3 separate regions of the Gossypium hirsutum genome follow, and all the other regions are linked to region 2. A link is a contact called in public Hi-C data. All regions are on one chromosome and are shown on one strand. The core of a region is the stretch at or near the end of the contact, and the rest is flanking DNA. Distances in the headings are between cores, read along the strand shown.

Region 1 (3,516 bases), core at 895-3,394, 99 kb before region 2:
CATTTTGTAATCTTAAGAGCTTTATTTTAACAATTGTATGGTTTTAATAAAATGGATACTTGATGATATAAATTCATTGAGAAGAATTGAAGCCCAGTAAGTTAGGACACAATTCTCTCGAGAACTCATAAACACCAGGCCCTTTTTAGGAATTTGAAATAAAACGATTGTAATGCTTTAAAGAAATGCAATTTTTGCAAACAATATAATCTGAATAGCAATATATAAAGCAGATGATGAATAACAAACCAAGTTTACAATATGCAACAACCAAACATATAATACATCAACATTAATGATTAAGTATCTAATAAATCAATAATCAATCTCATAAAGATATTTTTGAAAAAAGATATTTAGAAACAATTTAATAATAAATAATTAAACTAAAGCAAGCAAAATAAATAACTTCCTTTAAGAAATAAGATACTTATATGTATGAAACGCGTATAAAATTTTATAAGTTGAAATCTATTATACTTTACATTTATTTATATACACCAACAATTCCATATAAATTATAGATATAGATATAATAGTCACGAGATATCATGTTGAAAATACAATTTGGAACTATATTCTAAAATACATTATTGAGAAATATAAAGTAACACATCAAATTCTTAAAATATATCAAGTGTGATAAAATAAATAATAATGTATCAAATTGGAAAAAATAAAAGTATATATAAAAAATTTTAAACAAAAAAAAATTGTAAATTTAAAACATATTGGTAATAATTTTAAAAGAATAGTGTATCATATCTTAGAAATCATACTATTAATAGGTTTGAAAATAATATTAAGCCAATAGTAAAAATAATGAAAAAAAATATGAACATAATAACAGATTTATCCAAAAAAAAACTTTGAAAGCAAAATAAAATGTGAAGAAAACGTTTTTGAAATTGAAAATAATAATCTATAAATTTTAAAACCAAAGTTTCAAATGAAAATAAAATAATAATAACAAGAAAACAAAATTAAATGATATACAATAGATTCAAAATATTGATATATAATGGTTTTGAAAATATTAAAAAAACAAACTAAAATAATAATTCATTATAATTTAGACTATAATAATAGTTAACTTAAACATTATCAAAATAAATATTATAAAGAATATTAAATAATATAATATAAAAAATAGAATAAAAAAAATAACGTTGAATTTTGAGAAAGAAAACTAAATTAGTATTAAATTAAAATTTTATTTTAAAAAATGAAGGACCAAATCAGCAATTATACGCAAGCTTTGAGATAATCCAAATCAATGGCAGAAACGACACCGTTTGACCATGGACTTAAATGAAAATAAGGTTAAATATGCGATACAAATTAAGTAAAATGGAAAGAAATCCGATTGAAACTAAGCAAAACATAAAAGGCTCTCAGCGCAAATAAACCAATAAGTCAGAATGCGCGGATCCTCCCCGGGTCGGGTCACCGCGCGGGTTGCACGCCTCTAAACGGCGTCGTTTTACAAGCGTTATAAAAGATAGAGAATTTGCTAATCTATTGACTATTTCAGAATAAAAAAAGAAAAGAAAAAGATAAAAAAACATTAAGGGTTTCATTGCCTTCCCAAGCGTCGCTCTCCACCTCGACTCCGATCGTACCAGAGGAGGACGCGAGCTTCGACGGCGCCGATGTCAAGGTAATATCCCCTCCTTTCTTTGTGTTTTATCTCATGCATAAGAATGTAAAAAATAAACGATGAACCCACAAAAGAAATTGAAAGTCGTCTCCGTTTCCTCTTTCTTTTTTTGTTACACAAGATTCATAATAAAAAAACAGAAAAGAAAGAAAAAAACGCAGAAAAAGATGAAAAGAACACCTTCAAAACTCAGTTTTTTGCTTTTTTCTCTATTGATACTGTGTGTTCCCCCCTTACAAATGCTGAAAAATGACTTTATATCGCCAAAAATAAAATGAAAGTTACAAAAGAAAATGTATTTCGCTTCTTCTCTCTTTTTTTTGTTATTTTCTGCTGTTTTTTTGTTCTTTCTATTAGCTGGCCTCTTTGTTTTCTGCTTTGCTATTCCTTTGTTGCAGGTACACGCTCGGATGGGGCGTATGGAGGCGCGGTGACGTGGAGGCTCACGTGGATTTGGCGCGGAGGCGCTACACGCGCGCAGACGCAACATGCGCGAGGAGGAGGCCTGGCTCTGCTGCGGCGACTGAGGCTGTTTCAGAAACTGCTAGGGTTTCTACTTATGCTTTGGGCTCAGAATCGGGTCTAAGTTTAGGTACTAGGTTGAGATTTGGGCCATTGGGCTGGTGTTGGGTTATTGGATATTCAGGCTAGTGGGCTTAGGTAAACGGGGCTAAGTACAATTGGGCCATTTGGGTTTAATATTCTGGGCTAATGTAAATGGACTATTTTGGACTGTTATTAATTTTTTGGACTTTTAATTTTGGCTTGGTTTATTTTATTATTTTTATATTTTTTGTTTATTTATTTCTGATTTGGGCCGGGCAAATTTGGGTTATTACACATGCTTTCTATTTGTACCTTACAATTCCATTTTCAAAAGAAAATGAAGGTTGAGCTGTAGGACGAATTGCTAAGGCAATAATCTTTTCTTGCACATTCTGGTCTTCTTTTGTAACTTTCTTCAACATCTTAAACCCACTTATTACAAGAGTAGTAGATGTCAGAATTTGGCACAAACCCTGCTCCTCAAATTGCCTTTGACAAGGTATTTGTAATTGCATTAGTTTTTTCCTTTCTTGTTTTCGACAGTATAATTTAGATACAACAATTTGGTTAAGCCTTTCTTTTAATAACAATGGTTTGTTTCTGCTCCAACAAAGGCTTTATGGCTTCATGGTTTGTTTGATGACAAAATTGGTTCTCTTAAGATAATGCCTCCATTTGTTACTACCATTAGTATAGATAGGTACTCCTTTTCATAGATGGACAAGTCCGAATGCCTTGGCCCTAATGCCTTCCTAAGATATTATAAGCCACCCTTCTTATGTGAGCACAACTCCTATACCTATAGAATTGGCATCTGTCTACAAAGAAAAGGACTTAGAAAAGGCAGTTAATGCCAAAACTGAAGCTATTACCATAACTTCCTTTAACTATTGAAAGGTAACAATGGCTTCTTCAGTCTAAAGGAAATTGTCTTTCTTTAACATATTAGTCAAAGGTTTATTCATGCTCCTAAAACCTCGATGAATTTCTTATAGTAACCAGTTAAATCAAGGAATCCCTTTAGAGATTTGAGATTTTTAGGAAAAGTACATTAGCTAATAGATTCTATTTTTGAAGAATTAGTGGAAACTCCATTAGCTGAAATGATGTGGCTAACATACCACACAAAGAAACATTTGTTTTCTCTCAACACAAAACATGTTTTTCTTAAAAAGCCCAAACAAAAGAACACAAGAATAAAGAAAAGACATCATTCATCATGGATTGAAATATACCAATAGCACCAAACCACGTCACTTTGAACTCATAATAACTTTGGTGTGTTCGAAATGTGGTCTTTTGATCCGAAT
Region 2 (3,744 bases), core at 701-3,200:
GAGGCCAAAAAGATTGTTTAGCCTATCTGGTTAGTTGGTTTGAAACAAGTACCAAATGGCCAAATTTTGTCAAAAATAGGTTTCTAGTCCTGATATCGATCTTCCCTTGTCGCAATGTCAACCAACAGATTGTGACATCCTGGCGTTAAGTGGTCCAGCATCATGATGTGACATTCTGTATTTTTTTAAACTTTGTAATTTGGTCCTTGTTCGATCTTGGGACAACTCTAGAGCTCACGAAAGCTCATATTAATCTCAGGAAAAGTTTAAAATTGTTCTAAATGACTTATATTATGGTAAATAGTGATTTTTTATTCGAATTTACCATTAAAGGTCTGTAATTGTTCCGGTTTGTACTGTAGCTTTTTATACCTCAAACCCAACAACCAAGACGGGTTAAGGGTGTTACAATAAATGCCCGAAAACTCTAAGCAACTGATACTTAGGTTGTTGACCAAAAAATCTCTCTACAAAGGGCATCCCACTCAATGCCTTTGTAGGAAGCAAATTCATGAGGTAAACTACAGAATAAAAAGCATCAGTCCAATAAGGAAGGGGCAGAGATACTTGTGCAAGTAATACCAGACTAGTCTCCACAATCTGTTTATGACGTCGTTCCACTAGTCCATTTGTTCAAACTCGTTTGGACAAGAGAGGCGATGTGTAGTGCCAAAATTCTTCAGATATGGATCAAAGCTTCTAAATTTGCCTCCATCATTCGTCTGAAGTTGTTTAAGCTTAGCTTACAACTGTAGTTCAACATGTGTTTAGAAAGACAATAAGGCTTGTAATGCATCAAACTTTTTCTTAAGAAAATTAAATACAAGTATGAATTGAAAATGCATCCACAAAGGAGATATAGTATTGATAGCCTGAAGAGTAACAAGGGCTAGACCACACAAGTCAGTAACAATGAACTCAAGAGAAGCAGAGTACACTGATTTAATGGACATAAATGGTAGTTTGTGGCTTTTACCAGGCTCACAAGTATTACACAAAGAGAATGACTGTCAACATGTGTTTTGAAAGACAAGAAGGCTTGTAATGCATCAAACTTTTGCTTAAGAAAATTAATCCAAGTATGAATTGAAAATGCATCCACAAAGGAGATATAGTATTGATAGCCTGAAGAGTAACAAGGGGCGAGACCCCACAACTCAGTAACAATAAACTCAAGAGTAGAGTACACTGATTTAATGGACATAAATGGCAGTTTGTGAGTTTGACCAAGCTCACAAGCATTCCACAAAGAGAATGACTTATTCTTGGGAATTGTAACATTGCAAGACTTCAATACTTGATTTACATCATAGAAAAGAGGGGTGACCAAGTCTTTGATGCCAATGGTTGAACTTGAAATCTGAAGTTGACTTTTGTAATGACTCATCCGCATCTGTATTTGTAGGAGTTGATGCAAGCTCAGTGGTGGCAGGTAGGAACTGATATAGCCCGTTTGACTCAATGCCTTGAAGCAATATTCAAAGTGTTTCCAAGTCTTTTGCTTAGGAACAGTTTAGATAGAATTCAAAAAAACACTCTATTATCATTTGCAAACTTTGAAATAGATAATAGATTTTTTTGAATAACAAGAATATACAACAAATCTTTAAAAAGCAAAGTGTTAGAACCAAAAGATAAAAGAAATTCGCCAACATAAGAGATAGTTATAGTATGGCCATTACCTATAACCACCTTACTTGACCCATTGTACGAGCTGCACTTAGTGAAATCGGTAAGGTCATTACTCATATGTGTCGTAGCCCTACTATCAGGGTACCACGACTGGTCAAAAACAACAGGCGGAGTGGTTGTCATTGATGTAACATCGGCTTGCATTATGTTTGAAGCACTTGTAGAAGCTAAGGAACTCTTGGATGGACTAGAAAAGGATTAATCAGTATAATGAGAATGAGGCTCATACCGATAACACTTAAACGGTCCATGATCAGTGTAGCACATGTAGCTGAAGCAGTCTTGTAACTCAAGTGAGTAAATGGCCCAATAGAAGACCAGCCCATGTCCACATATCCAGAACTAGGGTTTTAATTATCATCATCATCATAGGCTGAATCATACCTGTAGAAACACCAACGAGTAACGCGATCGATCTTGCCAAAAATCTAACATTGCGACTGTATTCCACCACCAAATCGACTATGCCTTCGTCTTTGAAACAAATTAGTTGCTCGGTTAGACCGAAACAATTGAGGTGGTGGTTGTGCAATATATGCAGGGACAAACGAGGAGGAAGAAGATTTAGTCATCATAGCAAGATTTCCCGAGAATGTGACCTGAGACAAGTGGGCTTCTTGACGTGCTTCAACATCCAACAACGCTATTGTGATTTCTTGTAGATCAAATAATCCACAACTCATTGTGATTATTGTCACAACATGGTCAAACTCCGAGGAAAGGCTATTAAAAATCGTTGACTGATGCTCTTCCAAAAACACATGTTGACCAAAACCCACCAAACAATCATACAAATGTTAAATTTCGACCAAGTACACCGACATAGAAAGTTCATTTTCCTTGAAATGATGGAGAATATGTACCTTATGGCTTTGGTTGTGGATTGTGTGCCAAATATTCTTGTCAATGTCTCATAAAGTTCATATTTAGAAGATAAATTGATAATCAATTGATTATGTAGCAGATCACTTACTCTAGAAAGGAGCCATGTCAATAAAGTCGAATCTTACTGTTCGTACTCGACATACGTTGGATTTTCAACAGAAACACCATCATCACCAATAATAAGTCGTGGTGGCATAGTAATTCACCCATCAATGAACCGGTGTAATCGATTACTCCTGATTACAAGCAAGACATTATGTTTCCAGGACAAAAAATTACTATCATCTATAAGAATTGCCACTTTTTAAGAAGCAAAGGCAAGGGGTTTGAAGAACTTCCCATTTGTCAATTCTGCTGAGACTGCAGAACCCATGATTGAAGCAATGTTCAACAAAAAAATAACTTTGATACCATACTAGAAATGTAAAAAGAAAAAGAGTAATCTGTTAATCATACTCTTAGAATATAAGGGCCTTTATGTATTTATACACTAGAGGCTTAACAGAAGTTATAACAAAAACGGATAACATAAATGGAAACTACTCATAACTAGATTTAGTTGAGCCTAACTTACAACAATTATCTAGTTACTTCCTCTAATATTCTATAGGTACAGGGAGGGGAACCAAGTAGCTAATAGTATGGTTGCCTTTGTCGAAAATCTCCCTTTACGCCTTCATATTTATGCACCTCTCTATGACTTTATTTTAAAAGGCTCTATATGATGTATGTAGCATGGTTTTGCCTATATTAATTACTATGTAATAGTAGTTCATCACCACAAAAGAGATCCTTACTTAAAATGTTTAGCAACATGTGGGGCTATTTTACCAAAATAATCCAAAAAAATTTATATTTATAAAAATAACCCATGTTTAAAAACAATCACCAAAATAACCTGAAATGAACAATGGAAGCAGAAAAGGTCTAGAGTAGAAGATGATTAATTGTGAAGAAACTAGTACCAATGCAACGTAGACCTGATTCAAGCAGAAGACGACTAATTGTGAAGCAATTAGTATTGAAAATAATTGCATTATTTCTTAAGAATGTTTATATTTTTTTATATCTGTAAATTTAATATAGTTGTTTAGGATTTAGGGTTTCATTTTTATAGTTTTGTGTAATAATTTCTTAGAATGTTTGTATTTTTTTATATGTAAATTT
Region 3 (3,847 bases), core at 773-3,272, 82 kb before region 2:
TATATACGAATAATTTTAAAGAAAATATACACAATAAATTTAAAAAATATTTACATAAAATAATATGAAAGCAACAATGTACATAGAATAGAGTTAATCATAAATTATATGCCTAATAACATAGATATGAGAACATTTCAATGTAATAACATACAAAAAAATAAAAAAATAAAAATAAAACAATAATGTTTTTCAAAAGAAGAAGTGGAATTGTCAAAATTATTTGAAATACATATATACAAATAAATAAAGAAAATAAAAAATATTAAATGAACCTTTTTTAAGAAAAAGTGAATTATGGAAAAACTCAATTAAAATAAAATTAAAATAAAAGGGATATTTTATAAATAAAGTAAACCATTGAAATAGAATCGTGGATCAAAACAAAACGCGTATAAACGCTTGAGACTAAAACTGAAAATAAACTAGACCCCCAAACGTGTCGTTTCAGCGCGAATTAAAATGAAAATATGCGCAAGTCCCAGGGATAATTTAAAAGAAATAAAAAAACAAACATGACTTAATTAGACATTAGTGCAAGGGAGGGGACTAAACGCGCAAATTATCCATTTAGAGAAATCATGCGCATGAACCAAGTCAAAAAAGCTGTCTGTTCCTTCCCCCCAATGCCATTTCCTTTTATTAACCATTAAAACCCTCTTTTTTTTGTCAAAAAAACGTTTTAACCTTTATTTTTTAAAAAGAAACCCAAAAATGTTTTATGAAATTCCTTATTCTCCCTTACTATCCCTTTTGTCTTCCAGCCGAGGAGGCCACCAATGGTTCACCCAACCGCCGCCGTGACTCCGGTGAGTCTCCCTTCGTCGACGCGAGCACGACGTGGCTCCGGTGAGTCTCCCTCTCTCTCCTAATGTTTCTCTCACGCAAGAAGAAAATGAAAGAATAATAACAAAATCAGAAAAAGAAAGAAACTAAAAAAATCACCTTTAACAATTATTATTGCTTTCTGTCTCTACTTGTATTTGATTTCATATATATTTCCACTATTGTATTCGTAGAAAGGGAACCCCCCTTTTACAAATTTTCCTTTTAGGCTTTATAGCCGAATGTTTCAAAGCAGAGTACAAAAAAAATATTGTTTCTTCCATTCGCTACTGCTCTGTTGCTGCTGTTGTTGTGTCTCGTTTTGCAGGCGGTGTCAGACGCATGGAGGAGAAGGGCATGCGCGGGGTGTGGTGGTGGTAGTGCGCAAGGTGGCCCATGGTTGGCCTAGCGTGCGGCAGCTGGAGGCTTGGGGAAGCAAACTAGGGTTTGCTGAAAATGGGGTTAATCTTGGGCTAGGGTTATGTTTGTTTTGGGTTTAGGGTTAATTTTGGGTAGTTTGGGCCATATGAAATTTGGGCTGCAATTTAGACTTTATTTCATGTATTTGGTTTATGTTTTATTTTTATTTTGTTTTTGTTTTGGCACTGGGCCCGGGCAAAATGGGCTCGTACATTTTGCTTATCCATAAAGCGCTTCTTGAGATGCGTATGCCAATGGTTCTTTATCTCATTATCTGTTCGTCCAGGTAACTGTGCAGCAATGGCCGACCACCTACATATTGTGAATTATACAGCATTAGATCATTAGACCAAAGCAGTATTTGAATATATTCAAATGGATTAAAAAACAGTACCTGTTTCCAAGCGACTCATGTAATCTGATGATAGTCTCTTCTTCTTCCTTGCTGTAATTCCCTCTTTTGATATTCGGCCTTAAATAATTCAACCATCGCAGCCTGCAACTCTTCCCACACCTCGCCAGTCCTGAAAACATAAGGATCGATCCTTATATCACCATTTTCAACAATAATCCCCAATCTATACTCACTATGATATGGACCATATGCTGTCTTTACCTGCATACTTGGGGAGTTGTCGCCAATTCCAACACCCATATCTAGTAACATAAGCTGTCAGTTTCCTATCTTCCTCAGGTGTCCAAGTTCCTTTCCTTAGTCCACTCTTATCACAGTAAGGTGTTCTCACCATGTTTGACTGCTCTATTTACAAACTATGAAACTTCAAAGTTGCAACAATTTATATACTATGCCCATGTTTAGACCAAAACGTGTGACACGTTTTAGTTGTGGTATTTATAAAATATTCATTTTCATTTAATAAATAAAAAAACCCTTTTCGTCTATATCCAGGAAAATTCAGCAGGATGTCGTTTTCATGGTCAAATACTAGAACGATATAGCTGACACCTTCGAGGAAAGATTGCCACTCCTGAAACGTGATGTATGCAGCGGATGAACCAAAACTTCGACGAAGCTCAGTTTAATTTTGATCAACAGTAGATTCATTACGTTTTTTTTTATCTTAAATTGTTTCTTTAATAAATCAATAAACAAAAGCCATTGAAGATTTTGTAGGTTGTTTGATCAAGTCTGGTATATATATTTCCGTGTCAGTTTGTGAGTACAAAGTACAAACAATAAGTGCAATGTTGCTTTCAATAAAGTTAGACATTATTTAGATGTAACTATCTATTTTGTTCCGTAGCTGAATATGGTTATCTTCTGAATATCAACCTTGAAAATCATTAAATGGTATATCCTTTCTCTCAAAACATTCATATATCAAAAATAAAATAAGGTCTGTCTCGATACATGAAAGCCTCTATCTACATTGAAATTTGACAAATGAGTTGAATTCGAGTCCTAACTCCGCTTATGATCCCGTTTAATTCTAAAACAATTTTTGTGAGATTAATCATGTTCTTGAGTGTGTGTGTTTTGTAATGTGATTGAATGTATTTATCATTGTTGAAATCACTTGAAATAGTCTGAGTTGATTCGGCAACATAATGAGATATCACGTATTTAGATCTAGCGATCAAATTGAGTGTGGGGTGTCACATTTAGTGCTAATTTAGCACAACCATGCATGTCACGAGTTACACTATAGCAAAATAGGTTTTTAGCGACATTTTTTTGGGGACTATAAGTGCCGCCGCTAAACCAGTTTGCAGCGTTTTGGTAAGCGTCGCAAAAAAGGCCGCTATAGATAACGTCGCTAAGTTTTGCGATGTTTATGTGAAAAACTAGAACATGACATTTAGCGGCGCTTTCCCCACAAACGCCGCTAAAGATCATGTCCTTTAGCAGCGCTTTTTCCAAAAACTTGCATTTAACTTGCTTTCTATTCTTTGTCTCCAAACTTGTATTACCTGTGTTTTACGTGAGAATTTGCAAATTTGTTCCATATTGAATCATTGATTTGAGAAAAGCAGTGATCTGACCAATGGTATCAAAATCAACTCTTGACTAACTTCACCAAATTTATATAATTTTTTAAATTTTCAAATCTCCAAATTTTTATATTTTCCAAGTTAAATGCAAGTACCAAAATGAATGAAAAAATTTACAAATACCCAAGTGAACTTTAGGGCCAAATATTTTATATACATAAACATTTTAAATCATACGAATGTCATATGTTTTTTTTTTTAAAAATTAGTTTGTTCTTTAATTTTATTTTTTTAAAATATACCCTAAGAAGCATATCACTGTGCAGATCCCATGGAAAAACTAAACTCCTTTGACAGTGGATCAAACAAATCTTTTTTATTTTTTAATCCACTTCCAAATCATTTATGAAGAAATAAGACAATGGCAAGAAATAATTTCAAAATTGTAATCCTTCTAATTGATTCTATTATTGATGTATAAAAAAAAAACAAGTAGTAATCACCTACAAATCCAGAGAATTGTATCCTATAAAAGCCATATTTATAGCTTACCAAATCAAAGAAGATAAATGAGTGATTTTTGCTCAAATACTCTATATAATATATAACATCTACTTTTTCTTGTTCCCTTAACAGATAACATTTACTC

Evidence for each region. Hi-C and Micro-C count contacts between places; a contact is called where the count stands out from the background.
Region 1: a Hi-C map of leaf shows a contact between it and region 2, with 9 times the contacts expected there. The contact joins two enhancer-like sites. A contact is called at or near these places in 8 of 34 Hi-C or Micro-C datasets (callus, hypocotyl, leaf and 1 more).
Region 3: a Hi-C map of leaf shows a contact between it and region 2, with 2.4 times the contacts expected there. The contact joins the promoter of LOC107898929 here to the enhancer-like site in region 2. A contact is called at or near these places in 10 of 34 Hi-C or Micro-C datasets (callus, hypocotyl, leaf and 1 more).

The regions. Positions count from the first base shown.
Region 1 is chrD04:52,337,212-52,340,727 of Gossypium_hirsutum_v2.1, forward strand. No RefSeq gene overlaps it. Among protein-coding and RNA genes, the nearest start is that of LOC107898930, 10 kb to the left of the region's middle. Within about 2 kb of position 2,145, at least 9 of the 9 cell types and tissues checked have an H3K27ac peak or open chromatin away from gene starts, as enhancers often do. A contact at or near this core is called in hypocotyl and leaf, where this site is marked.
Region 2 is chrD04:52,436,246-52,439,989 of Gossypium_hirsutum_v2.1, forward strand. No RefSeq gene overlaps it. Among protein-coding and RNA genes, the nearest start is that of LOC107898356, 36 kb to the right of the region's middle. Within about 2 kb of position 1,951, at least 7 of the 9 cell types and tissues checked have an H3K27ac peak or open chromatin away from gene starts, as enhancers often do. A contact at or near this core is called in hypocotyl and leaf, where this site is marked.
Region 3 is chrD04:52,354,638-52,358,484 of Gossypium_hirsutum_v2.1, forward strand. LOC107898929 (transcription factor MYB4-like) reads right to left here and starts at 2,023. Exons shown (of 3, transcript XM_016824501.2): 1 at 1,862-2,023; 2 at 1,640-1,769; 3 at 670-1,557. The coding sequence starts at 1,994. The coding sequence ends at 1,383.